2 separate regions of the Sus scrofa genome follow, and region 2 is linked to region 1. The links are chromatin contacts, called in public HiChIP or PLAC-seq maps. All regions are on one chromosome and are shown on one strand. The core of a region is the stretch at or near the end of the contact, and the rest is flanking DNA. Distances in the headings are between cores, read along the strand shown.

The links. HiChIP or PLAC-seq counts read pairs in DNA pulled down with a chosen protein or histone mark.
Region 2: an H3K27ac HiChIP or PLAC-seq map of skeletal muscle shows a contact between it and region 1. The contact joins the promoter of PARP1 here to the promoter of LIN9 in region 1. A contact is called at or near these places in 4 of 47 Hi-C or Micro-C datasets (embryonic fibroblasts, fetal heart ventricle, fetal skeletal muscle and 1 more) and 1 of 2 datasets of contacts at active chromatin or transcription factors (skeletal muscle).

The regions. Positions count from the first base shown.
Region 1 is chr10:14,182,711-14,185,410 of Sscrofa11.1, reverse strand. It overlaps LIN9 (protein lin-9 homolog), which reads left to right and starts at 1,384. Exons shown (of 15, transcript XM_021064413.1): 1 at 1,384-1,548. The coding sequence starts at 1,470.
Region 2 is chr10:14,239,613-14,242,528 of Sscrofa11.1, reverse strand. It overlaps PARP1 (poly [ADP-ribose] polymerase 1), which reads left to right and starts at 1,365. Exons shown (of 24, transcript XM_003357641.4): 1 at 1,365-1,676. The coding sequence starts at 1,557.

The DNA of each region.
Region 1 (2,700 bases), core at 135-2,634:
TTAAGAAACAAACCTGCCTGATAATACAACTAGCAGCCAGAATTCCAACCAGGCCTTAGGGTTCAAGTCCACCCTCTGAACGTCTGGGACAGACAGCTCCCCTTTGCCTGCCTGCTCCAACAAGCTTCCTCCTGACTAGTTTCCAGGACTCTCATCCTATCACACTCCAATCCATTTCCCATACTTTGGTTCTACAACACAGATGGAAAAATGCCAGCTCTATACTTGAAAACCCGACCTCTCCACTGCTCCAGGGCTCTTAGCAAGTCTAGCTCCTTGGCCTGGGCTGGCCTGTCTTGCTGTCATCTCAGACGACCAGCTTTTAACTTTTTAGTTTCTGGAATTTACCCCTGCTGTATTCTCATTGCTTAACTATCCCATCCCTCCCACCCCAGCCCTGGAGAGAAAGGACTGGAGCTTAATAACATTTGTTAGATGCACTGTTGAAAAGCAAGAGAGGTTGATTATTGGACACTATTATAGACAGGAATTGTGAAATCTTTCCCTGGGCTTCTTTGAAAACTGATTGAATTCTTTCAGGGTTCTCAAAACATGTCGATCAGGGTACTTCATCATCTTCAAGTGTCACTGCTGGGTTCTGTCTGTATCTTCATCAAGTCTCCTGCTTCTGGTTCTGTAATCCTCTCCCAGCTCACTGCAGCGTCTACTGTGAACGGATGAAAGAGCTCAGCAAAACAGTTTTCTGGCCGCCGAGCTCAAAGACTAACTTTATGACCTTTCAAGGTCTCCCCTCCAAGCTCCATGCACAACTCGGGTGCCGACGTTCCGGAGGGGTATCCCGGCTCGCGAGGGGCACCCGGAGCAGAGTCCCGGGCGGGCAAGCTGTGGGGCAGCCGCGGCCTGAGCCCTCCTCCCCGGCCCTCCTCCCCAGCTCTCCGGAGAAGGGAGGGATGGAGATGCCGGAGAAACGTGGGCTCGGGGAGCCGTGAAAATTTTACTTCGAGTACAGCCGCCTCCGGTAATGCGGCCAAGAACCGGGGGCTTCTCCCCGCGCCGGGCCCACAGGTGCAGCCTCCCGCCCCCCCCGCCCCCCTCAGCCGGCCGAGGCCTGCCTCCCCTCTTCCCTCCCTTTCCCCACTCGGAACAAACAGCCTGCAGTTCCCGCAGCTGCAGCTCGAGACGCGAAACGCGCGCCGGGAGCGGGGCCGGGCGGGACTCGGCAGCTCGCACCGCTCCTCCCGCTCCCCCCGCGCTCCGGCGCCGGGCCCAGGCTGGGGCGGCGCGAGACGGGCCTGGCGGTGCGGCCTCCCTCCCTTTATTGCCGGCCCGGCCGGGGGCGGGGGCGGAGGGGCGAGGCGCGGCCCTCCTCCGTGGCACCCCTTCCCCGGGCGGGCCCGGGCAGAGCCCCGCCCGCCTCAGCCCGCCGCGGCGGGAGTAGCGCGGCGCCGCGCCGCGGGCGGCGAGCTCCGCATTCGAACCTCCCTCGCAAAGACAGTCTCCGCCCCACAATGCACCGCGGCGGGCAGCCTTTGAAAAAGCGGCGCGGCTCGTTCAAGATGGCGGAGCTCGACCAGTTGCCTGACGAGAGTGAGTAGCACCTCAAAGCACCCCCCCTCCTCCCGCCGGCCGCCTGCCCCTGGGCTGCATCGGCCCGGACAGGCGGCCCTACCCTCCGCGGGGCAGGTGGGCTGACTGCCAGCCCCGCCGTGGTCCCCGAGTCCTCCCACCCCGGTGTTGCCGCCGCGTCGCCGCCTTTGTTATGGTGTCTTGAGTGTTGGTTTCTGGGGTTGTGTGAGCGCCAGGGCCGGAAACCGAAAGCCCGGGGGCCCAGCCCTTGTCGGGCGGAGGCGGTGGCTGCTCCCCTGGCCCGACGCGGGGCCCCTGGCCGCGGTGGGGGAAGAGCGGCCACCGGCCGCGGGGGCTGTTCTCGCCGCCTGCAGCGCTCGCCCGGCGCGGAGGGACGCCTGGCGGGGTTATGTAACCCGCCCGTCCGGGGGCCGGGCCGGGCTCCGGCTGGGGAGGGGGTGGTCACGGCCCTTCGTCTTGCCCTGGCCTCGGATCTTGTCCTGTCACAGTTCCTGCCGCTGCAGGCACTTGTGATCATCACCGCCTTCGCCTTCCCTCCTCCGGTGTGTCCACCCCTGGAAGTGTTTCCGTGTCAAAGGGCTGGCCCCTTCCCCTGGGACCACAGGTGGCTGTGGATCTTTCCAGAGGTAATCCAGCCTGGGTACACACGTGTTCAGGTGGCCCCCATCCCAATGACTTTCTTCTGTGCGTTTGTGTCTTAAGAATCATGGGGGTACCTTGATGCATGGATGTGACCATCCCAGCAGGCATATACAGCCCTCTCCCTGACACCCCTTGTGCATTGCCTCACTTAACCATGTTTATTCATCCTGCCATCTCAGACATGGATGTTCCCGTGTGTTTAGGAAGTAAAAGCACTAATCCGGTAGTGTAAGTGCAATAGAACTTAATTTGTAATTTACAATATCGTATAAACTATATCAAAAGGCAAATCGTTTAATTAATGACAAAAGGGTTCCTGAGCCACACTTGCTATTCAGTTTATGTATACACATCTTTTGTGAGAGTTTTAGTATAATAAAAACAAAAAGGTCGATCCCTGTTAAATCTCTCTGTGCAAGACACTTTAAAAATGAGAACTGCGTACAGCCAATTCTGTTTATTCCTTGCTGAGGTCATTATATTCTTAATGTGTTATAAAGTTGCAAGTTC
Region 2 (2,916 bases), core at 116-2,615, 57 kb before region 1:
ATCTAACAGCTCACTACTTAAGATTCTTGCTGGAGTTCCCCTGTGGCATAGTAGGTTAAGGATGCGGCATTATCACTGCAGTGGCTCTGGTTACCGCTGTGGTGCAGTTTGATCCCTGGCCCTAGAAATTCCACATTCCAATTCCCATGGGCAAAAAAACACCCCAAAACAAAACAAAACAGGTTCTTACCTATGTCTCACAACCTACTTGCTTAATCAATATCCATGTCTCATAAGCTACTAGCTTTCTTCTCTATTTAACAAGTTTGTTTCATCCTGTTTCTTTTTCTTGTCTCTATAGCAGAACTGAATATTCTCAAATACAACACACTCCATTATAATGATGTTTTAAATGAATAAAATAAAATGCATAGAACTTTAAAAGAAACTAGTTATATTAAAATATAATTCTCCATTAAGTAACAAGATCTAGCAGCAACAAGTTTTGTTTTTTATGGAAGTTCTGGCCCGGGATGGAATCCCAGTCGCAGCTGCCACCTATGATGCAGCTGCAGCAACTTCTTAACAGACTGTAGAAATAGGTAAGCAGGTCTCTTAACTACGGCAACTTAAGTGATGATGAACTTGATGTTGAGTGCTCTCCAACAATTATAAAGTGATATGAAAATGTCTTTGGGGAGTTACCGTTGTGGCGCAGTGGTGAACGAATTCGACCAGGAACCAAGAGGTTGTGGGTTCAATCCCTGGCCTCCCTCAGTGGGTTAAGGATCCGGCATTGCAGTGAGCTGTGGTGTAGGTCGCAGGCGTGGCTTGGATCCCGCGTTGCTGTGGCTCTGCCGGACCCCTAGCCTGGGAACCTCCATATGTATCGAGAGCGACCCAAGAAATCGCAAAAAGACAAAAAAAAAAAAAAAAAGTCTCTGATGATTGTTGCTGAGAAAGTCACAGGATTCCCAGAATCTGTACTCATGCATTAAAATTCATAGTGAAAAATGCTAGATTTCAGTTAGTTTTCAGTACCCACGGCCTGCAGATTGCAGTTAGAACCTGCCCAGGTTGACCTACCTTTGGCAGGTCAACCACATTCTGGAACCAGCCCAGCACCTCCCAGACCTGTTCGCCTCCAGGGAGAGAGGGCACACGTATTAAAAGGGGACAGGGGTGGGTTTAGTTATAAGAGCACGTAAGTGTTCCTGGGGACAAATGATTAAGAGCACTGCGGCCGGCCCAGCCAAAGAGCTACAGGCGGAGCTCCAGCCAGCATGGACCCCCAGCAGCTCCGCCTCGCTCACGCGGCAGCAGCAAGCACTAGGGAAATGCCGCCCCCAGCCCGCAGGGGGCGTGCGCGCCGGCGGCCCCGCCCCGTGAACGCGGCTAGCGGGGCGTGCCCCCCCCGCCAGGCATCAGCAATCTATCGGGAGCGGCGGGTGGTCGGCGCGGCGTGCTTGGCGGCAGCGGCGGCGGCTCTGGGCACTGGGGGCCCTGCTGGGAGGAGACAGGCAAGCAAGGCGGCGGCGGCGGCGGCGGCGGTTGCGGTTGCGTGTCTGCAGGTCGCAGCGTCAGGCTTCGGGAGCTGCATCGGCACAGGGAGGAGGATGGCGGAGTCATCGGACAAGCTCTATCGGGTCGAGTATGCTAAGAGTGGGCGCGCCTCCTGCAAGAAATGCAGCGAGAGCATCCCCAAGGACTCGCTCCGGATGGCCATCATGGTGCAGGTGCGGGATGAGAGGCCGCTTTGTGCGCGGCGGGGGTTTCCAAGCGTCCGGGGAGGGTTGGGGGAGGGCTGGCCCAGAGCCGCGGGCCAGGCCGGCCGCTCGGAGCCCGCGCTGGGCCTGCGGGCGCTGCTGCTGCCGCTCCTCCCGGCGTGTGGCCCGCCGGGTGGACTCTTCCGGAAGGTTTTGCTGATGTTGCTGAAAAAGCCCGGGAAATACGGTGTGGAGCTGGTGGTGCCTTTTATTTTGTAAAAAATAAGGAGCTGCTTTTATCCTTACTCCGGGGTGGTGCTGTTCTTGTTTCTGTTATTGCTATTCGCCTTGGAAAGAAAATGTACGTGTGGTCTTTGGAAGTTAGTTTGGTTTTGACCTACATTGCGCTGGAAGATTTTTGTCTTATATTCGTGGTGGCGACTGGCAAGTGAGGGTTTTTTTTTTTTTTTTAAGCTATTTTTGGCAATCTTCTACATTCGCTCACTCTCATTTTTTAAAATTATGCAAAGCTATGCAAGTCGGTGTCGTTTCAGTACGGTGCTCCCTCTTTGAGCTTAATTTGTGGTTTAAAATAACCTTTTCCCCAAACTTTCCAACTTCGCAGACTTGCTGCATTTGCAGCTAATCCGATTTGAGTAAGAATGGCTCCGGGGGTTCCTTATCTGGATTTATTGGCTGATTAGGGAAATCCCTCTGGTGGTCCCCGAGGCCTACAGAGATGGCCAGAGGCTGTTGGAATGAGGTGTTTATCTGGACCTCAAGGTCCCAGTAGCTTGATTTTCTCTCCCCTCCGTGAGGCAGTTTGTGTTGTTGTGTTTTTTTTTTTCCCCCCTGTATTTTTAGGGCCACACCCTTGACATATGGAAGTTCCCAGGCTAGGGGTGGAAGCAGAGCTGCAGCTGCCGGCCTACACCACAGCTCACAGCAACGCCAGATCCTTAACCCAGTGAGTGAGGCCAGGGATCGAACCTGTGTCCTCATGGATACTAGTCAGGTTCTTTACCCCTGAGCCATGACAGAACTCCCAATTTTCATGTTTTGTTTGTTTGTGTTTTGTTCTTTTTAAGGCTCCACCTGCGGCATGTGAAGATTCCCAGGCTAGGGGTGGAATCAGAGCTGTAGCCACCGGCCTACACCACAGCCACAGCAACACCAAATCCAAGCTGGTCTGCGACCTACGCCACAGCTCACGGCAACGCCAGATCCTTAACCCACTGATCAAAGCCAAGAATCAAACCTGTGTCCTCAT